6 separate regions of the Mus musculus genome follow, and regions 1, 2, 3, 4 and 6 are each linked to region 5. Evidence: chromatin contacts called from public Hi-C, HiChIP or PLAC-seq, Micro-C and capture Hi-C data. All regions are on one chromosome and are shown on one strand. The core of a region is the stretch at or near the end of the contact, and the rest is flanking DNA. Distances in the headings are between cores, read along the strand shown. Region 1 holds the start of Fam163b (family with sequence similarity 163, member B). Region 2 holds the start of Surf2 (surfeit gene 2). Region 3 overlaps Rxra (retinoid X receptor alpha). Region 4 holds the start of Rexo4 (REX4, 3'-5' exonuclease). Region 5 holds the start of Vav2 (vav 2 oncogene). Region 6 holds the start of Col5a1 (collagen, type V, alpha 1).

The links. A called contact is a pair of places that touch in the nucleus more often than the background predicts. HiChIP or PLAC-seq counts read pairs in DNA pulled down with a chosen protein or histone mark. Capture Hi-C pulls out chosen DNA fragments and counts their contacts.
Region 1: a Micro-C map of embryonic stem cells shows a contact between it and region 5, with 2.5 times the contacts expected there. The contact joins the promoter of Fam163b here to the promoter of Vav2 in region 5. A contact is called at or near these places in 4 of 484 Hi-C or Micro-C datasets (embryonic stem cells and nephron progenitors), 1 of 115 datasets of contacts at active chromatin or transcription factors (embryonic stem cells) and 1 of 9 other capture datasets (macrophages).
Region 2: a contact with region 5 is called in an H3K27ac HiChIP or PLAC-seq map of thymic regulatory T cells, with 6 times the contacts expected there. The contact joins the promoter of Surf2 here to the promoter of Vav2 in region 5. A contact is called at or near these places in 8 of 39 promoter capture datasets (the 3T3-L1 cell line, 3T3-L1-derived adipocytes, cranial neural crest and 5 more), 12 of 484 Hi-C or Micro-C datasets (CD4 T cells, LSK cells, embryonic fibroblasts and 7 more), 12 of 115 datasets of contacts at active chromatin or transcription factors (embryonic forebrain, embryonic stem cells, extraembryonic endoderm stem cells and 7 more) and 3 of 9 other capture datasets (adipose tissue, liver and macrophages).
Region 3: a Hi-C map of pre-megakaryocyte-erythroid progenitors shows a contact between it and region 5, with 3 times the contacts expected there. The contact joins the enhancer-like site here to the promoter of Vav2 in region 5. A contact is called at or near these places in 7 of 39 promoter capture datasets (the SN4741 cell line, hematopoietic stem and progenitor cells, hippocampal neurons and 4 more), 2 of 15 datasets of contacts at CTCF or cohesin (large pre-B cells and pro-B cells), 43 of 484 Hi-C or Micro-C datasets (B cells, the Ba/F3 cell line, the C2C12 cell line and 27 more), 10 of 115 datasets of contacts at active chromatin or transcription factors (T-cell acute lymphoblastic leukemia, astrocytes, bone marrow-derived macrophages and 5 more) and 2 of 9 other capture datasets (embryonic stem cells and liver).
Region 4: a contact with region 5 is called in a capture Hi-C map of macrophages, with 4 times the contacts expected there. The contact joins the promoter of Rexo4 here to the promoter of Vav2 in region 5. A contact is called at or near these places in 1 of 39 promoter capture datasets (neural stem cells), 4 of 484 Hi-C or Micro-C datasets (all in embryonic stem cells), 4 of 115 datasets of contacts at active chromatin or transcription factors (the 230-238 cell line, astrocytes, pancreatic cancer cells and 1 more) and 1 of 9 other capture datasets (macrophages).
Region 6: a contact with region 5 is called in a Micro-C map of embryonic stem cells, with 6 times the contacts expected there. The contact joins the promoter of Col5a1 here to the promoter of Vav2 in region 5. A contact is called at or near these places in 1 of 39 promoter capture datasets (neutrophils), 2 of 484 Hi-C or Micro-C datasets (both in embryonic stem cells) and 1 of 115 datasets of contacts at active chromatin or transcription factors (embryonic stem cells).

The regions. Positions count from the first base shown.
Region 1 is chr2:27,141,096-27,144,831 of GRCm38.p6, reverse strand. Fam163b (family with sequence similarity 163, member B) reads left to right here and starts at 2,355. Exons shown (of 3, transcript NM_175427.4): 1 at 2,355-2,672.
Region 2 is chr2:26,914,777-26,918,412 of GRCm38.p6, reverse strand. Surf2 (surfeit gene 2) reads right to left here and starts at 2,005. Exons shown (of 6, transcript NM_013678.3): 1 at 1,910-2,005; 2 at 1,554-1,708; 3 at 882-985. The coding sequence starts at 1,987. Surf1 (surfeit gene 1) reads left to right here and starts at 1,883. Exons shown (of 9, transcript NM_013677.2): 1 at 1,883-2,156; 2 at 2,407-2,458; 3 at 2,684-2,817; 4 at 2,899-2,981; 5 at 3,518-3,636. The coding sequence starts at 2,082.
Region 3 is chr2:27,756,515-27,759,928 of GRCm38.p6, reverse strand. It overlaps Rxra (retinoid X receptor alpha), which reads right to left. Exons shown (of 10, transcript NM_011305.3): 9 at 2,063-2,168; 10 at 1-388. The coding sequence ends at 241. Among named protein-coding and RNA genes, the nearest start is that of Gm39777, 80 kb to the left of the region's middle. Within about 2 kb of position 1,343, at least 193 of the 459 cell types and tissues checked have an H3K27ac peak or open chromatin away from gene starts, as enhancers often do. A contact at or near this core is called in the HPC-7 cell line, the N1E-115 cell line, the SN4741 cell line and 17 more, where this site is marked.
Region 4 is chr2:26,962,586-26,966,477 of GRCm38.p6, reverse strand. It overlaps Rexo4 (REX4, 3'-5' exonuclease), which reads left to right and starts at 2,092. Exons shown (of 8, transcript NM_207234.2): 1 at 2,092-2,426; 2 at 3,755-3,892. The coding sequence starts at 2,160.
Region 5 is chr2:27,424,933-27,428,898 of GRCm38.p6, reverse strand. It overlaps Vav2 (vav 2 oncogene), which reads left to right and starts at 1,291. Exons shown (of 28, transcript NM_009500.2): 1 at 1,291-2,623. The coding sequence starts at 2,420.
Region 6 is chr2:27,884,876-27,888,522 of GRCm38.p6, reverse strand. It overlaps Col5a1 (collagen, type V, alpha 1), which reads right to left and starts at 2,098. Exons shown (of 66, transcript NM_015734.2): 1 at 1,599-2,098. The coding sequence starts at 1,707.

The sequences.
Region 1 (3,736 bases), core at 1,106-3,605, 290 kb after region 5:
TGTCGGCTGTGTGGTTTGGGGAAAGTCACATTGACCTTCTGTAATTGTTTTGAAGCTAAGGTAAGGAAGACTGGAGGGATGGCTCAGCAGATAATGCACTTGCGGAAGCACAAGGATCAGAGTCTTGATTCCCAGCACCCACCAAGGGCTGAGATGTGTCTGTAACTCCAGCTTTAGGGGCAAGCAGAAAGGGGAGGAGCCTGGGTACTCGCTAGCTAGCCGGTTTAGCCAAAACAGAAAATTTCAGGAGAGTGACAGAAGAAGACAGCTAACGTTGTTGACCTCAGACCTCTATATGAAAGCACACTGGTACACATGTGTGTACTGCTGTGAGGCATTGAAACCAGTCACAGTTTAAATGAGACAAATACCACTAAATAAAGTCACACCATCGCAAGTGCTGGGGAAGCATCTCTCTGCTCCACACAGGAAGGAGTAATAACTCAGAGCCTAGGGTAAAAGGCCAAGCCACTTCTTGGATGCTTGGCTGCTCAGACCATGGCTACCAGACTTACAGTCTTGGAGCAGACATGGATATGTGACAAAGTGGAAGTGTGGATGAGCTGCTGGCAAAGGCAGGGCTTGATGGTGAGGCCTCTTTTTGAAAATTTCTGGCACACGTTTGACAGCATCTAAGGATCTGAGACAATCACCAAAAGGCAAGTAAGTAGTCCTGATTGAGACTGAGTGGAAAGTCAGGACTGATGGTTGCAGGAGTTGATTGGCTGGCCGGCCTGTGGTTTCCTCTTGGCACTCTCCAGGGCTCTCTGACCTCCCTTATATAGAATCATCTGGAGCCAATTGTCCTATCTCAGACTGGGACATTGGCGAGTGTGGGAGATCTTGGGAGTCATCAAGTCCCAGCTCTGTTCTGTTGCCAAGGACTCTGTCGTTTGTTCTCACCTGCAAGACAGGTTCTGGCTGACTCTCCCTGGCCCTTGCTGAGCTGGCTAAATGAGACAATGTGTGCAAGTGTTTAGCACTGCGTCTGGAATGTGTTGCACACATAACAATTGATGTTTACTGTGAGATAAGAGCCTGCTTCAAGCAGGCTCTGAGTACAGTTAATTAATGAATCAAACACAGCCACCAGTCCCTGGAGAAATGAGGCAGGTGACAATTAATTACCCATCTCAAAAGGAGTAGAGATACTTAAAGGCGGGGTCATCTCTTCCTGGTAGTTAAGTGGGATAAAGGATTGTTCCCAGTTTGTTATAAGGCACACCAAGAATATGGTCATTGCTGAGGAGTTCAGTGAGGACCCTTAAGAAGGAAGGATCAGCAGGGAAGTGGGCAGAGTGAGTGTGTGTGTGTGTGTGTGTGTGTGTGTGTGTGCACGTGTGCATGCTCACGCAGGCGTCTGACTAAAGCACCTGCTTCCTTGGCTCTGTGGCATATCTTGGAATGACTTGCTGGTCTTTCTATGCCCAGCCAGTGGGCAAAGGGGAAGGAAACTCCACCAGCTCCCTAGCCCCTCAATATGGGCTGACATATGTCCTCCCCACAAGGACAGAGCTTCTTACAGAGCATCGTGTCGTTCCTGGCACAATCCAGTACCCATACAGTACCCTTAGTGGTCCAGGGAGTTTTCTCAGAGTGTGGTATATTCTAACTCAAAGCCTCATTCAATACCTACTCCCCTTAGGTTGAGGTCTGCAGCCACAGCCCTCTCCGGAATATCTTCCAGAATGGGGCTTATCTTGGGAACATATTTCTCAAAAGGAAAGGCCAGAAAGTTCTTCATTTCCACTCAAATCTGACTTGCTTTAACTTCCAACCACTGCCCTAATGCTGTACTTGGGGGTAAAGTAGCAGAGATTTGCTTCCTTCCCAATGGCTAGAAACCTGAGTCAGCCAAGGCCTCAGTCACCAACCAGCCCAGTGCAGACTGTACACTACACCAGACTGATCCAGAGAATAAACGGAGCAAAGGCAAACGTTTATCAAGTACTTAGGGTGTGCTATGCCTGTGGACATCTTTGCCTTTCATCTTCAGATCAGCCTTAAAGGCCCTGCTGTCAGTTACCCCAGAAACAAGAAGGACCAGGGACCTGCTCCAAGGTTGTGCTTTCCAGAGTCAGGTAAATCCCATCACCACAGAGACCAAAGCTCAAAGAGAAAGAAACAGGCTGGTGGAGATCCGTGAGAACCCCGCAGGGCGCGCACAACAGTGTGGGTCCCTAGACCTTGCATGTGAGCTCAGCCGCAGGGGGGAGGGAGGTGGGGGGAGGGGGGCGGACGCGGACCAGCGTCAGCACCAGGGACAGTTCCTCGCCTGCTCCCCGCAGCCGCCGCCGACGGCGCGCGCAGGGCTGCAGCGCGCACTCCTCAGCAGGCTAGCGCGCGCGCGCCCTCCCCTCCAGCGCGCGCCCCGCGCCCGGGACTAGGCTGGAGTCGCGCGTGCCGCTCGCAGAGAGGCAGCTGGGTGTCCAGAGCCGTGGCCGCAGCGCGCAGCTGGCAGAGAGTCTCTCCTGGCCACGCACTTGCCTCCTCTGGGGCCTCCAGGAGTCTCTTGGCGCTCACTTTGCCAGCCCGGCCCCAGCAGGCGCCACCGGCCTCGGCCTGGGCTGCATTTGCTGCTACTCGCTGTGCCCCGGACAGAGGGACGCCCGCCCCGTCACGTGTGTCCAAGTCCTCCGCCAGCCGGGGCAGCGTGGTTCCCATGGTTCAAGGTAAGGGCCAAGCGGGTGCGCAGGTCACGGTGTGAGAGCAAGCAACGCAGGCTGGGAAGCCCGGGCTCTGTGCCCACCTCGTCTACAGTACGTACTGCAGCCTGCCCTGGCCACCTTTCATCAGGTGCCCTGACCTATCTACACAGGTGCCTGTACAGCATCACCCATCCAATTGCTTCCCTCCCTCCAAGAGCCTGAGATGGGCAGTGGGGTTCTAGGTGAGAGGCCGAGGAACCCACGGACAGAAGAGAGGTTCTACTTCCCTCCAAGGGTGACTTGCCTGAGGGAAGGGGTATGGGGAGAGAAAGTTTGTCGGAAGAGACTGGAAACCTAGCTCCATTCATCCTTTCTTGCCTGGAGCTGAGATATTTGGTTTCAGGAGGTGAGGCTTGCCTCCCACCAGGTTGCTGCCGAATGCTTGCCCTGGGCTACTGCTGGCATCCATTCTGTCCAGCCTATGTATGAAAGGCTTGAGGGTTCCGTTTGACAGAGGAGGAAACAAAGGCTTAGAAAAGTTGGTTTCTTGTCCAAGGTCACGGTTAACAGGTGGTGGAACCTCTGTCGCTGCTTTCCCACATTGTTGGAAACCTCATCTTAAATAGTGCGGGCAGGAGGGGGCATGCCCGGCAGGCAGCTGTGTTTTTCCAGCCAAACACCAAAATCCGAAAAGCAGGTTCACATTCAGTGTCACACGGGTGCACATTCTCTGCTGATGTGACTCCAGGGCAAGAAACCTAGGTGACAAGTCCCCAGACCTTTCTGCAGGGTCCCTTGTCCCTTCTGGGGAAGCTGGAGTTAAGGGGTCTGCAGAGAGTGCCAGGCTGCTCCCCTGTGGTCTTCTCACCCCTGTGCCAGTCAAAGTCTTGGTAGGGTTCAGGGACAGCTTCCACCTCCCAGAAGTTTATGGTTACAGAAAAGCGCATAGGCCCATCTTCCCACCCTCCTCTTCTTGAGATAGAATTGAGAGTGAAGACTCCATGCCAAGGGTCTTGAAGACTCAAGAATTGACACCTCTGGCCAGTAGAAGGTGGTTGAAACTGTCCATGACACATGGGCTACAGGCT
Region 2 (3,636 bases), core at 756-3,255, 510 kb after region 5:
GTGTTTTGGCTCTGTCTCAGCTCTTTGATACATCTTTATAATCATGGGGATTCCTGTACAGCCCTCCCTGTGAAAATGTAGCAGATGACAAAGCTAACAAAGGTACAACAGCCAAACCTTAGCTTGCCACCGGTCAGTGCAGCCCAGGTGCCAACTCTGCACCAGCAGACAACTGACAGATTCCTTACCTTCCCACCCTGTGACTGAAGTCTGCCTGTTAGGGCAGGACAGGCGATGCAGTCCCTGAAGCCTCCCACTCATCCCCAGCCTCTGCGAACCCCAACCCTCCATTCTCCCTGCTTCATTCCTCCATCCAAGTTACCTAGTCCCAGTCCCTTTCTTACCCTCATCTTCCTGTGGTAGCATGGATGGGAGGTTTTCACCTCCCTCATGCTCAAGCTGGCCCCATCCTCTCTCTGTCCCTAACCCCAGGAGTCTCTACTCTCAATGACTTGGGATGCCTTCCCACCCCTGGCTATACCCAACAATACTGGAGGCTGTCTGCAAGTCCCCTTTCCTGCTCAAGCCACCAACCCCTTAGCTGCAAGACCCCTCACCCTCTGGAGCCTGCAGGACTGTTTGCACCAATCCTGCTCCTGAGAACAGTCTTCAAGGCTCTCCTGCAGTATCAGATGACTATGGACCTGTCCTATAACTAGAATACTGCAGCCTCAGCCTGGGAGCTACCCTAGGATTGTCCCTGCTATGGAATATCAGACCTCCACCGCACTCCTTCCCACCTACTTCTGGCTTTGCCTTCTCACTGTGCAAGATCAGGCAAGTGCATCAATAAAGGATCAGTGATGGCCAAGGCACCTTTCTGGCTTTTTGGGGGCAGGGAGCATGCATCCAAAGGCCTGAGCTTCTGGGGGGTGACTTACATTGATGAAGTGCTCTCTGATACCTCCGGCCCTGGGTGTGCCTCAGCACGTGTTCTGGGGACTTATTGATGTGCCTCAGGGTGAGTTTGCAGAACAGTTGGTGCCTAAAAGGCAAACAGGTGGGTATGGAGGGGCAGTGCACACCAAGGGCCCAGTCTTGTGGGCTCCACCATGGCTGCATGCTGCAAACAAATGATCCATCTGCTGGGATGCTCTGCATTTAGTCTCAGTGTCTGGATTTTGAAAAAGGCATGGTGGACTTTAATTCCAGCACTCAGGTGGCAGAGGCAGAGGGGCAGAGTCAGAGGCAGGCTTTAAGGTCAGTCTGGCCTACATAGTGAGTTCCAGGCCAACCCAGCTACACAGGCTTACAAACAATTCCACTCAGTATCTGGGATCAAGGACCCAGATTGTTACCCAAGAAATTGCAGTTTCACACTGCATGCTTGGCGGTCAGACAGCTCAGGGAGTGCTATATGAGGATATATCAACCACACAACCATAGACAGGATCCCCAAACAGTGAAACTGGCACTGCCCAGCCTGGCTTCAGGGAACTACATGCAAGGGCCACAAGCACTGTCCTGATAAGTGTCACAGTGGGAGGCTCCTACAAGCTCAGAACAGGGGGCACAGGCTCTGCTCCTAGGCGCTGGCCGGCCAAACTACGTACCGATTCTTTGTGCTGGGCACAATGTGTGGCTCGAAAGCTGCGTAATCGAAGTTAGAGAAGGAACTTGACAGCCGTTGGTACTTCTTGCCGCGGGTGTATTCCTGGAGCTCGGGCAGACGGCAGGGCAGCTCATGGCCAGTTAGGGAGCAGCGAACCTGCGGATGAGCATCTGGTCAGAAGGTGGTTCTTGCCAGCTCCGCCCCTTCCCTGCACTGTCCTCCCAGGTCCCACGCTTTCCAGGCACAATACTCCCGGGTCCCCCTCCTTTCTGGCCACTGTCGGTCCTCCGAGGTTCCGCTCCTCCCAGATCCCGTTCCTTCCTGGCCCTACTCTTCCGGTCACGGTTCTCTTCCGACCTTGCGGGTGTTGGGCAGTAGTCTCAAGCTGGGGTGCTGGCGCAAGAATGCAAGCACATCAGAGGGTGGTTCGTCCATGATCGGAGATGCCCATCTGACGCCGCAGCCACCACGTGAGACAGAGCGCCGTCCCGGAAGGAAGCAGATTTCTCGGTCCCGGAAGTGCTCAAAGATGGCTGCTGTGATGGCTTTGGCTGTGCTGCCGCGACGGATGACGCGGTGGTCGCAATGGGCCTACGCGGGACGGGTAAGCGGGGGTTCAGAGAGGATCCTGCTCAAGAAGAGGGATCTGGAGGGCCGGGCCCGGAGTGGAGTGGGGCCGAGGAGGACCCTGCCCAAGAGAACTTAGCCCTGGGTGGAGCGGTGCCAGGGAGGACCCTGCCCAAGAAGACTTAGCTCGAAGTTGTGTGGGGCTGGGTTGGACCGTGTCAGGTGCTTGCACTTGGCAGGCGTGGGGTTCCCTGGATTTAGCCCCTCGGCCTGTCTGGTCCCCGCAGGCCCAGTTCTGCGCTGTCAGGAGGAGCGTCTTTGGGTTTTCTGTCCGCTCAGGTGAGAAGGGCTCAGACCTGGGTGCGGTTGATGCACCTTTCTTTTCAGCCCACAGTGGTTTACTGCGTGTATTGTACTGGGAGAGGGTTGGGCACATGTGCTGTTAATTGCCACCTTTGCCATACATTCTCTGGGGTATAATCGGGCCTCTCGAGGAATTGGCCATCCAGTTCTGTTTGTTCTAGGGCTTCTGACCCCATGCCAGTGTTGTAAAACTTCCTCCAGGGATGGTCTGTAGGCCACGCAGGTGTTGCAGTTCTACTGCTGAAACAGCCGCCGCTAAAGCAGAGGACGATTCTTTTCTCCAGTGGTTCCTGCTTTTAATCCCTGCTACTGCTTTTGGCCTGGGGACTTGGCAGGTGAAGATGGGGGTCGAATTTGGGTGGCTCCGAGGCTCGGACTCCACTGATACCTTAGCTTAGCTCATGCTGTTTCTATAGGTCCAACGTCGGAAATGGAAGCTGAAACTTATTGCAGAATTAGAGTCTCGAGTCATGGCTGAGCCCATCCCTCTACCAGCAGAGTGAGTGTGGCTGCCCACTTTATTCATTCCACTTACAGGGCGGCAGTGGGGCCCTTGCTTCTGTTTGGTGTAATTTGCTGTCCTTTGGCGAGAACCCTGTTTCCCGATAAACTGCCTGCTGACTGCCTTTATGAAATTGGACACAGAACATAAATAGAAAAGATTTATTTTCGGTGTCAGATTTCCCTTTTCAGGTCTCAAGGGATCCTCCAAAGTGGTGACAGTTCATTGTGGCCCTGGTGGGTGGTGGTCTTTAAAGTTTATTGTATTGCCCTCTTGAATTTTAAAGTTTTGTCCTTCAGGGTTGGGAACAAGTGGAGTTTGGACTCACATTTTGTTAATGTATATACAGTAGCCATACAGAAACCCACACTTTCCTTGAAAACCTGGGCTCTGGTTATCACCATCTTCTATTACTATTTGGCATCAAAGGTTGCTATGGAGGACATAACCTGTCTGATGATCCTCACTGAGCCTTTCTGCTTAAAGGATTGACAAGCCTGGCTTACTCACAGCCCTTCCTTTTCTCCTTATAGCCCAATGGAACTGAAAAATTTGGAGTACAGGCCAGTGAAGGTCAGGGGCCACTTTGACCACTCTAAAGAGTTGTACATAATGCCTCGGACCATGGTGGATCCTGTCCGAGAGGCGCGAG
Region 3 (3,414 bases), core at 94-2,593, 330 kb before region 5:
AGCATAGCCTTAGAGCCTGATGTAGGGCAGGAGCTGGCCAGGTGTCACACCAGCTCTGCTATGGCCCTGGGCCAAAGGCAAGCATGAGTAAAGATGGCGAGGATGGTGATGCATCTTTTGGGCCCATAAGGACACTGCACCCCAAAGATCCACACGGGCCATCAGAAAGGGCAGGGGCAGGGCTGGAGCTGAGCAGCTGTGTCCAGGCAGGGCACGGGACCGGCACACGGCGGCGGGGGCCTAGGTGGCTTGATGTGGTGCCTCCAGCATCTCCATGAGGAAGGTGTCGATGGGCGTGTCCCCGATGAGCTTGAAGAAGAACAGGTGCTCCAGGCACTTGAGCCCGATGGAACGCAGTGCAGGCAGGCGGAGCAGCAGCTTGGCAAACCTGCAGGACAGGAGAGAGTAAGGACAGGCCAGGAGGCAGGGAATGCTCCCCTCGGAGTGCTCCCTGCTCTACCTGGTGACTTGTAACTTCCCCGGAGACCAGCCAAGCCCAGTGCCTGGGACCAGAACCTGGTCTGCAGAGGAAACTGCCTAAACTGATGCTCCAGGAAGAAGTGGGGACTAGAGAAAGGAGGCTCCTTGGAGACAAAAGAGCACAAGGGGCAGAGGAGTGGCAGGGGTGGAGTGGGGGTGCGGCAGGGGTGCAGCAGGCTGAGTTGCATCAAGATCCTAAAATGAAAGGAAGAGCCAATGCTTGACTACTGTCGGCCAGGACAGGCCTGGCAGGGGTTGGGAGAGCAGTTACGAGTGTGGGCTTGCTCCACGGGCAACGGGGAGCCTTGATAGAAATTTCGGCAGGTAAGAGCATGAACATGTTTTGTGCATCGGAGAGGCCTCTGCAAGAGCGGCTGTCTCGCTAGAGGCAGTGGGGCATGTCCTAGGAAGAGGCACCAGGAAGCTCTGTGGGCAGCCTGACTGGTAGTCAGTCACACGCATGGTACTCGGGGTGACTGACAGTGGAGCCAGCAGTGAGCTGGGAGATCCCCTGCTTCAGCAGGAGCACCTCCCTGGAGAGGACCGCAGAGGCCTTTGGGTTCCTTTACCCCTGGAATGTTTCCTGGGCAAAAGACCGATAGGCATGGGAAAGGAATCTGAGAACTCATGGAAGGTGGACAGACAAGAGAGGACAGTGTGGTGTGGGGACAGGACCTGGGGTCCCACGTGTGACCTCTGTGTCTGCTCAGGGCCTCCCTATATACTGGAGGGGGCTCTGGGCCTCATTAATTATTAACAATGTCTTTCATTTCCAGGGAGGAAGCCTTGTGGCTGGCTGCCCCGCAGTCCTCAGTTTAAAGGCACAAGCGTAGCTTGGAGGCTGGAGAGGTGCCAGAGAACAGGCTGTTTTCTGCTGAGCTGGCGAGATGGGCTAAGGCAGGAAGCCAGGAAAAACAAGCCGCTGCCACCCTCCTGTCCTCCTCCGGGAAGTTTCACTTTAAACCAAACCAGATGAGGGCTAAACAGCAGTGTGGACAGTTAACCATGTGTGTGCCAGGCAACGAGATTGGTTAGTGTGCCCATCTCCCCGGTCTTCCACTATTCCACTCACACCTAGCCTGCACACTGGGAGACTGCAAGAAGAAGCAGAACTGAATCCTTGGAAAACACCATTTCTCCTGGACACCTACTGTGTGCCTAACACTAGACTGTGCACCCAGCACTGAACATGACTAGATGCCAGTCTTCCTTAGGCCAGCAGAAAGAATGTGTTCTCCAGTCTCAGCCACGTATTATGCACAACTGTACAGCACCTACGCTGTGCTGGCATTTCCAGGTCACGTAACAGGTGAAGAACATAAGGCTTCATACTCGTAAATAGCAAGGACCTACTGTGCACTAAGAAATGGATCAATTATCTCAACTGGGTATAGGGGGAAGTGGGTAGTCCTCAGAGCTCATGAGTCCAAGGGCTGCCTAGCTCCTGCTCAAAGCCTGAAAAGCACCCCAGGCTGGTTTAAGGAGGACACCATTGTTTTGTGGCATACAGAGGGCTTTGGAGATGTGTGGCTGAGCCCAAGGGTAGAGGCAGGGGGCTGTCCAAGATGGAGGCGGGGCTCACCTGCCCGGCTGCTCAGGGTACTTGTGTTTGCAGTACGCTTCTAGTGACGCATACACCTTCTCCCTCAACGCCTCCACCTCAGCAGGGTTTGAGAGCCCCTTAGAGTCTGTAGAGAAAAATAGCCTCAGGTCAGAGCCCCCAGACTATCTCCTATCCACATGCAAGCATAGCAGAGAGTGTGCATGCTACACAACTAGATATGGCTGCCCTGCAGACCCATAGCTCCCAGACCAGGAGGATGGGTGTTCTAGAGTCATATTATGTCTCCATTCGGCCACTTGAAAGTCAAGTGACCTTAAACCAGTACCTTGTCATTCAGGGACTTAGTTTCCCCATCTTTCTCCAGGTGGTCATGAGAGATAACCAATCCTCTCACTGCCCTTGGGCCTGGTCCCAATGACAGGAAGAAAGCTGTAAGCCCTTCCCTGAGGATCTCCCCATACCATGAGCCAGGAGACCCCTCCTCAGCGCCTAAACACTGGCCACAATACAGGCTAGAGAAAAACCACAGCCATAGTCATTAACACCATCAGGGCACAGTGTACCAGTAAGAATGCTGAGGGCACTTTGGGGTCTGGGAGCTCTTTAGAATACACAAGACACCTTCAACTGATCTAGTCCCTGACAGTCCCTCCCTATCCCTCGGAGCCCCAGCTGAGGCCTCCCTGGTTCACCATGCCTCCAGCCAGACCACTCAGACCTAACCTGAGAAACTATCAGGTTGGCTCAGGAATGAGCTATCTGGGGTAGAAGCCTATATCCCTGTCCCCCCATATTTTCTACTCACCATGTGCAGGGCTGGTGAGCCCCGTCAGCCAAGCTTCCAACCCATATTCAACCCCTCCCCTGGCAGACAAGGATGGACTTTCAAATACAGAAGCCCATGCATACCCTGCGGCAGCGAGTGCTCCAGCCTCCGCGGCTTCCTGGAGCCTAGTCAGAGCCACCCACAAGCCCACAGCCATCTCTTGAATCCCTGAATTTCTCCCCAGGAAGAATTCCACGCTCTCAGTTGTGTGCTCCCATCACCATGTGGACTGGCCACCAGTGGCATCTGCCACCAACCCAGTGCTGTGAGCACAGGCCTGGGCCACTCTTCACACCACAGCCTCCCACACAGAAGACAGTCTCGGCCTCTGTGACAGCAACAGCTTGGAGGCCCTGAACACTGCAGCTCCAGAGCTACCAAAAAGATTTGCTGTCCTCAAGAGGCTGCTCTGCCCTGTCCCCAAATATCCTTGAAGCCAAGGCCTGAGACAAGTTAGCTACCCTCAGGACACCTAACAAGATGGACTGACCAACTGACCACCAACCCCATCCTGGGAGCTCACTCTAACACTAGACCACTGTGG
Region 4 (3,892 bases), core at 843-3,342, 460 kb after region 5:
TGGTGAGCCTGGTTCTGGCAGGCCTTGCCCTTTCCCCATTCCCTCTGCCTTGCTAAAAACCATCAGATTACATTCCTAAGGCTAGCCACCAAGGTGCATTCCCTTATCTGGTCTCTTCTTCCTTTTGAGGCTGACTACCAAAGTCCAGCTATAAAAGCACTGAGGTCTAGCAAGGAAAAGCCCCCTTTGACTCACATAATTAACATGTCCAATTAAAAATTAAACACCGGCCGGGCGGTGGTGGCGCACGCCTTTAATCCCAGCACTCGGGAGGCAGACGCAGGCAGATTTCTGAGTTCAAGGCCAGCCTGGTCTACAGAGTGAGTTCCAGGACAGCCAGGGCTACACAGAGAAACCCTGTCTCGAAAAACAAACAAACAAACAAACAAACAAACAAATTAAACACCTCGTCCTTTATATCTTCATAAACTGCCAATTTCCTAGTGCCATTCCTGTTTCATCAGTAGGCAGAGGTACCACCCCCCAGGGCAAATAGCCTCCTCCCTCTACTTTGTTTTCTCTCTCTCTCTCTCTCTCTCTCTCTCTCTCTCTCTCTCTCTCTCTCTCTCATATCTATGTCTCTTATTTCCTACCCTCTGGGGCAAATAAATCTCTTTTTGTAAGGGTCCCCCAAAACTGGCACCCTGGACTCAAATAGTATGTAACCGCAAAGAGTGTTTTATTCTGCAGAAGTCCAGCATGCTGGGGTCTCCCATTGCTAAGATAGAGAGACCATCAAGTGAGCTTGAAGGCTCGATTTAAAGCGCACTGGATTTCTGGGGTAGATGGGCTTTATCTTATTCTATCTCTAGGCATTCCAGAACCATTATCTGAGTGAGTGCTGTTGTGATCATAAAAAGAGAAAGAGCTACTAAGATCTGTTCTGGCAGGGTGTGGGGGAAGGGTGTGCCTCAGTGGGCCCATGCCTCAGCATCCCTTCCCCCTGAGAGAGCAGCCACATGACGGTATAGTATAGAATAGAGTTTATTCGGGGCATGGGGAGGGGAGTTAAGAGGGTAGTAGAGACAAAGGCAGAGAGGGGAGGGGGAGGGGGAGGGGGAGGGGGAGGGGGAGGGGGAGGAGAGGATTGGAGGCTGGCCATGAGCATATGGAGAGAGGGGGTAAGGGAATGGGGAAAGGGGGGAACAAGGGGCCAAGAGGCAAAAGCGTGAGAGAGAAAGAGAGAGGGATGAGGGGGCAAGCAGCCCCTTTTATAGGGTCAGTCCTACCTAGCTGCTACCAGGTAACTGTGTGGAGGAGCATATCTGGCTGTTGCCAGGTTTCGGTGGGGGTGGAGTCCAGACAGAATACCAACAGGTGCGAAGGCTAGAGCCTGGATTTTTTTTTTTTTTTTCTACTAGTAATCGAGTTGCTTGGACTTGCCCATACCTTAGGCCTAGTCTCTTTAACTGCCAATTTGAAGTGTGTTGCGGAATCTGCCTAGCCTTCTCTGTGCTCAGAACTTGGTCTTGGGGGGTGCCGGGGAGGGGGTGTCCTGATTGGATATTTTTCCTAACAGCCACCACCAAGTCTCCCAAACCTTCTTACGTGGTCTGTTGGCTTTGCTGCTTATCTCTAGTCAGAGAAACCCGAGGGCAAACGATTCAACTGTGACCGCCCCATCTGTATTGCACTATCAGGATCAAGAATAGATTGCTGGTCATTAACACTGCGATTAAGAATGTATATGTATACGTATATAGTCACAATTAAATTTTGCTTTATCATTAATATCGGACACTGCTGGCGTGCCTTTGCAGTCAGTAAACCAGAGACGTGGGGAAGGCTTCGGTATTCGCAGTGTGTGGTTGTGCATAGGGCAACCTACACAAGACCCGCCTCCGCCTCTTCCGTACCCCCGTGAGTGCCACACCGAGAGTAGTCCCCCAGCCTTTTCCGGTGTCCCAGAGTCTCCTCATTTGCGGCCTTCCGGGACACCAGATCTTTGTGAAGGTCTGGGCTCCCTTCCGTCAAACTCTGGGTATCCAACCGCAGCGCTGCTAGCCAGGGCTGTCAGCCCCCAGTGCTAACTAGCGGGCTAGTCGCAGAGTCCGCATACGTGCGGAACCAAAGATGCAGTCTCGGTTTCTAGCAGGTCGCGAAGAGAACAGCAACCCGGGTTCCCGCATGCGCAGTGGAGCACGCTTGCACCCTGGGAAATGTGTGCTTGCGCGGTTGCTGGAGTCGCGGTCTCTTCCCTGGTGGTTCCGACTGCGGAGAGCGGGGAGATGAAGACGAAGGCCACCGCGCCGGTGCCCCAACCTGGGCCTATCAGGAAGCTCGCTAGGAAGAAAGCCAAGAAGAAGTTCAGGAAGAGCAAAGCTCTGGCAGGAAGTGGGGTTCCGGGAAGCCACCCGGCGGCTGTGGCAGGCCGACCGCCGAAGGCCCCCGAGAACTTTTCTCAAAATTGGAAGGCGTTGCAAGAGGTGAGACCGGCGACAGGCCACCTTCATCCCGAACTTTCTGTCAGGTAGCCACAGACTCCGAAGGAGGAAGGGATGTTGCCCTCTGCTTCATTCAAATTCTTTTTCTCAATTATGAATCACTTATCTAGGTTGCCACCCTGGCAACGTCTTAAACTATGTCCCAGAACTCTGGCCCAGTGGTTCTGGAACTATTGTAGCTCAGGGTATACCCACACTAGTGGTTGTCCTCCTACATTAGGTAGCCTCCCTAGTCCTGAGCCTCTATACCTACCCCCATTCATAAATTCTTCCATACTAGTTAGATGCTTTTTTTTGTTGTTTTTGTTTTTTCGAGACAGGGTTTCTCTGTGTAGCCCTGGCCGTCCTGGAACTCACTCTGTAGACCAGGCTGGCCTCGAACTCAGAAATCTGCCTGCCTCTGCCTCCCGAGTGCTGGGATTAAAGGCGTGCGCCACCACGCCCAGCTTAGTTAGATGCTTTTACTGCCCTTGTTTCTTAGACGGGGAAATTGTGACACATAACTTACAGGGTTTGAGTTGAAAGTAGGTCACATACGGTGTAAACAGCAGAACTGGGGTGCTGAATATGCCTTCACTGTCGACTTCTAGGGAGTCTTGAGGAGTGTATGTCATGGAGCCTCAGTAAGAAAGACAATAAGGAATTTCTTGGCCTCCATAACAACACTCCACCTTGTTCCTTAGTGTGGATCTTCCAACAGGACACCCAGGAGCAGCCAAACCCTGTGGACAGTCAGGGCTGTGTATGCTGGTTCTTGTTCTTTCTCCCAAGAAAGTAAAGTGTGCAGGGAGGACATGTTTACTAAAGGAAACTTGGATTTGGCTCTGGTTTCTACAAGAATCTAAATCCTTCAGGCCTTTTAAGTATTAGGGGAGTGAATAAGTAGAAACTCACTGCAACATCTCTCAGCTGGTTGCCATCTTGTTGTGGTCTTAACTGGAGATTTGAACACAAGGAAGAAATTGGTCTCCTGGACCTCTCCTCTACATGGATCAGCCCTATCTGGTTTCACAGGACTTCTTTCTTTCCATTGAACTCCCTTCCTCCAGGTCTTCCTTAGATTCTGAGCTGTAGCCGCCTCCAGAGATAACGGAAGTGATCACTGTGTCCCACAGTGTTGACCATGGAAGTCACTAAGTGAAACTCCAAATAAAGAAGTGAAAAGCACCATTAGTGGTGATGGGAAGTGCATGGATGATAGAATAGATGTACACACAAGTTTCTTGAACCTGTGGTATGTCAGTTCAAAATTAAATGTGGCTTTTAACAAAATAATAAATGTGGCTTATATTTAATTTTGATTCCATTAGCTACTGAAACAAAAGTCACAGGCCGCAGAAAAACCTCTTGTCTCTCAGATGGATGACAAAATGCACCCCCAAATAATCCAGCAGAACAGAAAAAAGGCCTCAGATAAATCAAAGGGAGACAAGCAGAGGACAGAAAAG
Region 5 (3,966 bases), core at 42-2,541:
GGAGACCTGCTACCCCTTTCCAGGGGCATTCTTCTCTGAAGCCTCGTGCATGGTTAGTTGGTGGCCCACTTCCCACATCCCAGACATGTGGCTGGGGTTGACAGTTCCTACCTCAGGGTTTCGTCTGCTCAGTTCACTGCAGAGCTCTGGTATTCAGCACAAGTGGCTTTCAGTGGTGCTCATGACCAAAGTGGGGAGGTACACTTCTCTTGGACACTTCCAGAGGGCAATCCTGGTGAACAGTTCTGGGCTGAGAGAATGGGTGAGGAGAAAGATCCCCTTTACCAGTCCTCCGCATGTTTGTTTTGAGCTCGTGAACTCTGACCTACACATGCACAACAGACACCTGGAATACTTCCCACCCAGCTTTTCTTCATTCATCCTTTCTATTATTTCCGAGATGAGTGATGTCCCCACTAGCCAGATAAGGAATTGGGTACCAGAGAGTTCTGCTGGTGCCAGGAGGCCTGGATCTTCTGACTTGGAGGACTGACATGCTAACTCCACTATATGCTCTGCACTACAGCCCCTCAAAGACAGACAGACCCCTCTTTTGTAGCATCTAGGCTGTCAGCTGATGCCATTGCCCTCAAGACCACCAGGGGGCAGCAGACGAACGCTTGATTGGATGGCAAAATTCGTTTGTCCTAGACCTGGTCTTAGCTTCTGATGAGGCAGGAAGGCTGGAGTGCTGGGAGCACAGAGGCCTCTTTTCTGTGAGAGAGCTCCCTGGGTACACACGCCAAGGCATGAATGCAGCAGCATTTAGCAGGGTGCTTTGCTTTCAGCTTTGCAATCTCCTTTCTTTCCTTCTTTCTTTTTCCTCCCTTTGGTGCAGGGTGTTGAATGACTCTTAGGGAGATGCTGGAGGGTCTGCCTGTAGCCCTGTGCTTTGGACGATTTAACCCCCAGTCCGCAGGAGGTCCTTCCCCTGAAGCTATTCAGAGGTGAAGTAGAGGGGCTGAAGGCTCTACCTGGCTTCTCTGCCGGATCTCTAGGATTAGGGTTCATGCTTCCTCCTTAGGTGGGGCAGGTGATGGGACTTCCTGCAGAGAGAGGCCTTTCTGGGAGGGACTTCCCTGGGTGCAGGGGACAGATCTGTCATCCTTCCCTGGCCCAGGTAAACTGAGAGAGGCAGGGGCTGACAGAACACCGCCCACAAAAGCTCGGCTCTTGGAAACTGGTCACTTTCCTCTCTTCTAGCTCCCTTTCATGACACCAGTCTCATAGAAGACTTGGCTTTGTGGGGTTCCCTTCTTCTTTACCAAGAACCCACAGCTCCTGATACTGTCCAGAGCAAATTAATTTTAATCACAAAAATCAGTTATTTATGCTTTTGAAGTCCCTCCCACTGTCACAATGTCCTCAGGACACAACACGGTCTATCTCTCCAGCACCTCCCACTAGACAATCAAGGGGGCTGAAAGTGAAGGATTTTTTTCCCCCTCTCTCCGTTATTGTGGAGGCGGAGTGTCTTGCGGACCCTGGCAAGGACAGAGGACTGGAAGAGGCCATAGGGGCGTAGGGTGTGTAGGCCAGCCTGGTTCGCGTTCTGGGGTCTATCTTTGCCGAAAGACCCTGCAAGGGCACCCAGCGTTACCGCGGTCATCTTCTAGTCTCTTCTGCCGTGCGGCGGCCTCATCGCACCGCAAGAAAGACCTCCAGCCTCCACGTGCACCTAGGGAAAGTCGTGGGCGGGGAGCCTGCTCAGGAGCCCCGCCTTCCTCAACTTTCGCTGGCGGCCCAGGGGCAGGAAGTGGGAGGACGGGTTGGAGGCGGTGCTTGGGTCTCCGGGGAGGTGCCGGGTGAAGGTGCCAGCTCCGCCCCCGGCCCCGCCCGGCCGTGGCCGCGCCCCCTGCACCCCCAGCGCCTAGGAGCCGCGGAGCCTCGGAGTCCCAGTGCCCCGCGAGTGGCGTAGAGCCCGCGGGCCCGGCGAACAAAGCGACGGTGGAGCGAGCAGCTCAGGCGCCGGACGCAGGGAGCGAGCGACCCGCTGCGCCTTTGTCTCGGGTGGGGCAGGAGCGGTGGCCGAAGCGGGGCGCCCGGAGCTCAGAATGCGGCGCCCAGAGGGGCGGATCGAGAAGCGCTGCGACTGCAGGAGGCGTGGAGCCCCGGCCGGAGCACGAGCGGACTTGTGTGTGTGAAAGAGGGACCCCGCACGCTGCCCCGCGAGCGCCGGTTGGCCGCACGTGGGCGGGAGCGGCGGCCGGCTAGTAGCCCGAAGAGGAGGAGGAGGAAGAGGAGGGCCGTGCGGCCGCGCAGCGGGGACCCGGGGCCGCCTGCGCGAAGCCCCGCCCCGGCGGCCGAGCCCCGCGCGGGCGGGCGGGATGCCCCGCGGTCACCGCACTTTGGCCGGAGCGCTACCCTGAGCCAGCTGGCCAGCGGCCGCAGCGGCGAGCGCACAGGCGCCGCGGGCGCCATGGAGCAGTGGCGGCAATGCGGCCGCTGGCTCATCGACTGCAAGGTCCTGCCGCCCAACCACCGCGTCGTGTGGCCCTCGGCGGTGGTCTTCGACCTGGCGCAGGCGCTGCGCGACGGCGTCCTTCTGTGCCAGCTGCTGCACAACCTCTCCCCCGGTTCCATCGACCTTAAGGACATCAACTTCCGGCCGCAGATGTCCCAGGTGAGGGTCCCGGCACTGCAGGAGGGACTCGGGTGTGCGATCTGAGGGGCGCATTGACTGGAGCGTGGGCCGCGGGAGGCCCAGGTTCTCTGGCCGGAGCTTCTGGCTCAGGGGTCAGTGCAGAGCAGGTCACATCCCGGTCTCCTCTTCCCGCTCTAGAGAGCGGCGGTCCCCGAAGGCGCGAAGTTGGCTAAAGTCCCCCAGTCTAGGGCGCGCTACCACCGCCGCGGGAACGGTTTGTGTGCGCCGGCTCCCCAGTCTACGGCTGCCTGGTGGAGGGCGACTCCAGCCTCGGTGTAACGCCCAGCACTGCAGTGTTGCGTCTAGGCCCGGGTCCCCGAGTGTCCCTTCCAACCGGGTGCGTGCCACGCTGGGGGTCACGTCCCCGGCTGCGTGCCAGACGACCGGAGCCCATGGAGGTTGAGTTGGAGCCGTTGAAGGATGAGGTGGAGTGGTGGCTACTGTTACCCGCAGCTCGGCGGAGGGGCCGGGCCGGGTGGGGTGCTACGGCCGGAGGGAGCGGGAGGGCCGGGCGCCGCCCCCTCTCTGGCCTGCGCCTCCTCCCGGACCCCAGCCCAGGACCAGCTGCCTCGGGGGCCTTCCTGGATAGCCTCTGGGTTGGAGTCTTCTTCGCCTTCTCATTGCCCCCACTTCGGTGGTCGCTCCAGTGTGGCCTTTGTGGAGGCCAAGACACGCGTTTGGCCGCAGGGCAGGGCAGGGCAGGGCAGGAAAATGTCCGCTCTGCTGGCTGAAGCTGCTTTTCTTGGCCCCTTGAAGGGAACTTGGCCGAGAGTTAAGCAAATTCGAGGCATGTGGCCCGCCCTTCGGGGGTCGCTCTTTAAAGGGATCTGGGAGGTGGAGAGAAGAGTTAGGCAGCTCTAGTTCAGCCGGGTACTGTCCAGGTGCGACCCGCCCACTTCGAAACTCCTAGTGGACGCCGGGAATTCTCTTCTAGGACTGTGGGAAACGCGATGACTCCGAGAGTCACTAATCCTAATATTCTGGCGGGTTTCACCCCTCCCCCTAAAGCCCTTTGGCTGTGTCTGCCTTTCCATAGAGATGAGGCCAGCCGATTCCTGTTTGACAAAGGAGAGCCCCTGGAGGGAAAGAGAGAGGGTTGTCCTCCTGCTTGATACCAGTACCCCAGCAGCCCAGAGAGCCAGAGAGGGAGATTTCAGGGTCTGTCTTGCATCTGGAGTCCTGCAAGATCTGAGTGTGCCCAAGTAGCACACTTAAATGGTTGCTGTAGGGAGAACTTTTTCTTTCTTTCTTTTTTTTTTTTTTTTTTTTTTTTTTTTGATTTTTCGAGACAGGGTTTCTCTGTGTAGCCCTGGCTGTCCTGG
Region 6 (3,647 bases), core at 849-3,348, 460 kb before region 5:
GGCCGCACCCTCAACAGCACAGGGAAGTGGGGCAGAGCATAGTAATAGAGTGACGAAGAGAGGTAGGTGGCCACAGGACAGGGCAGGGCTGGGACAAGGTACAGGGTGGACAGGGTGAACCCGGAACACCCAACCTATGCTAGTGGTAACCCCAGCTTCCCAGGCGAGAGGTCCACTGAAGGCTTCCCTCCTGGGGTTCTGGGGCGCACAGGGGAACATTGTGGGGGTATAGGGAAAAGAGAGGCTGACCTCTCTTGTCTCTCCTCCACACTTTCCTGAGGGCCTTCAGCATTCCCTACTGCTAGCTTAACCCTGGGAACTCCGGGGCAGTTGGTCCAAGTTCCACAAGAGTGAGCATCGTCAGCCCATGCTCTCCCTCGGTCCCCGCAGGCCCTGGCCCCTCCCATTTCCACTCTTGCTCATCCTGTGGCCACTGGACACTAATGGTGCCAGAAAGCAGGAGAAGAATATTGTAATTGGCCATGGGGGGTGGAAATGGATTCTCCTGCTAGTCCTAGTAACACCAGCTAAGCTAAGGAGAGCCCTGTCACTGCGCAAGGGCTGACCACTCCACCCGCTGTTCGGCTGCCTGAACTCTTTCTAACTGCCTTCGCCTCCCTGTATCAGCACATGCCTGGTGCCTTCCCACCCTGGGCTATGGTGTTTAAGGGCTCTGGGGAGGTTTATCCCACAACTAACTAACAAGAGTGATGCTGAAAATAATATGCCTGCCCAGACCTGAGCCTGAAAGCGCTGAAATACAGACAGGGACAATCCCAGTACCTCCCTGATTCTGCCCATTGGATCAGGGCTCCTTCAGAGAACCCAACCTGGCAGGAGTCTCACATCTGCAGATCATCTGAGAAGCTCCCAGCCCAGACTCCAAGGCCCTCTCCAGGCTTCCCGTTCATCCCATCTTTGGGCAGAAAGCCCAAGAAAACTACCTCTAAGGGGTTTGGAGGTTTGACGGCTAGGAGTAGGGCTGGCCTACCTCACAGGGCTCCCCAGTGCCCCTGAAGACTTGTCAGGGACTACAGGGAACTCTGTCCCCTGGGAATTGCAGAAACTTAGCTCAGACAAGCAAGAGGGTGTGTACAGAGGGAAGTCCATAGCTGGGGTTTCAAACTTCTGGGATCCCCCTCCACCCCTAGGCGTCCCTGAGGAACTGAATGGCCTTGACTCTAGGGGGCGGCCCTTTCCAGCTTTCAGAAGGAAAGTTTCTGCTTAAGGGCTGCGTGGGATGCAGCGGGTCGCCTGTGATGTGGGACAGAAAATGCGAGGTTTGGGGACAAAAGTGTGAGCACCTCTGCTGGGATCTAACACGAGGCAGATTCTTCCTTGACTCGACCAACAGCCCCACCCAGCAGGCCCGTTTGAGGAGGGGGCGGTACGCCGCGGGGATGGAGTTGGCCCGGCTCCCTCTCCTGGGCCCCCAACGAATGGTATTCGTTGTCTTGCCCGGTGCATTCCACAGGCCAAGGAGGAAAGTTCTGCAGGCTCGGAGGAGGCCGGCGGCGAAGGAGCCCGAGATGACAGCGGCGCGGAGGTTCTGCGCACCTCTTACAGTCCCCGAGGTCCGGTCCCCAGAGCACTCTTACCTGCGCGGCTCGAAGGCGGCGCCCACAGCAGCAGCAGGAACAGGAGTAGCGGCGAAGACAGCAGCAGGGCGCCTGGGCGCGCAGCTTTCCAGCGGGTGTGTACGTCCATGCCGGCGGGGTGCGCGGGCCGGGGAGCGGGAGACGCACACGATGCACGGGGACCAGAGACACGTCCCGGGTGGCGGACGCTAGGGGAGCACGACAACTTCAGGGAGTCATAGGAAGCTCGGCACCCGCCCGATCTCCCCCGCGGCGGTGGCTGTTCTGGAAGAGGCAGCGGGCGCGCTCGCCCACGGCGCAGGGATCGACTGTGGCCCGGGACGGCCGGGACCCCCTCGCTGGCTGCTCGCGCACTCCCTGTCCTCCTCCTTCTAGTCTCGTGGCCTCCTCACCGCTGCTGCCCCGCGACCCGCTCCCCGTGGGCGCTCCGCTGGAGTGAGGTCCTGCGCCAGCCGCGGGGACCAGGAGTGCGGACCTCGCCTTCGGCGCTGAGCACTTTTCCCCCCTTTCCCTCCCTCCCTCGCTGCTGGCAGACAACGCGGAGGCTGTGGATTCCCCCACCCCCCACCGCCCCCAACGCCCGCAGCAAATCAGAGCCCGGCGCCCCGCTCAGCAAGGCCGGTCCCCGCCTCCCACTGGGCGCCGAGGGCGAGGGGGTGGGGATAGCGGGCGAGTCGCGGCGAGGAAGGGGCTGGCCCGGGGCGGGAGCGGACGTGGGACGGGGCCGGCGCCCCCGTTCTTTCTCCCCGCTCTGGGCGGCGGCCTCCAAAACCTGATGGCCCACCCTGATCCTAGATTCTTCCCGCCTCAGGTACCCCGACCTGGCCAGACTCCAAGAACCAACGTTGAGGGACCCCCGAAGTTTGATCGCTGGAATTCAAAAGAGAGATTGCAGTACCACACAGAACTTTCTCTTTAAGGAGGAGTTCCGAGAGCTCCTCTTCTGGGCGGAGACTCAACTTGCAATTCAGCCAGAAGGGGCTCCCTAGACTATGACTGACAGGCCAATACAGCGCTGGGGACCTGCCTTCTACCTCTCCACAGACCAGACTGTCAAGGATGCCCAGAGGGGCCTTAAGTGAACAAGGAGTGACCAAGTTATTAATCAGGTGAAGGTCAGTCTCAGATCCCACCCCACCGCCTTACTGCTGTCCCTAGTGGCCCAACAACTCACAAGGAAAAGGAAGAGCCCCCTTCCAGAGCTGACAGCTGGAAAAGGAGAGGGGCTCCCAGCTCCCCATCTACAGCAGAGGGAGACAGGAGTTCTCCCAGACTTCTCCAGGCCTGGGAGGCCCTGCAAAAGCCTGACTCACTGCCCTGCCCTTCTCCAAGGGCTTCAGGGTTTGTTTAGAAAGAATCAGAGTGAATTAAGAAGGCTTTCAGACACAAAGCTATCGCTCCCTTTGAACACATTGCAGCCTGAAAGAATTTTGTAGTGATGGAGACCGGCCTGGGACATCTCTCTCCGGCTGCATCCTCAGGCTCCCTAGTTTCTCATTATTCTCCAAACAAGAGGAGAGTGGCAGTCAGGGTGCAGAGGCATTCATGGGATAGAGGCAGTCAGAGGGCAGAGGCAGTCAAGGGGCAAAGGCAGTCAGAGGGCAGAGGCAGTCAGGGGATAGAGGCAGTCAGGGGGCAAAGGCAGTCAGAGGAGTTGCTGGGATGGCCATGCTCTGGTTCTTGAATCTGAATGGGGGTGGCTAGTACTGACTTAATTCAAGCTTTGCTTAAGTGTGGAATGTACCTTATAGGGAACATCAGACAGTACACAGAATAGAGGAGGAAAGCTGGGGATGCAGCTCAGAGGCTGTGCACAAAGGTCCTAAATTCTATCCAGAGTACAGAGAGGGCAGAGGGAAACAAGCTTGAGTGGACATGCAGACAGACAGACAGACTCAGTCACAGTACAGTAAGAGTTAAAAGCCAGCTTGTACTTGTTATGGAATAATTATGTATGTGTGTAAGTTGTATAAATGATAAGATGTGTATGTGTGTGTGTATGAACACATGTGGGGGCATGTACATGCATATGTGTGTCTCTGTGTGTGT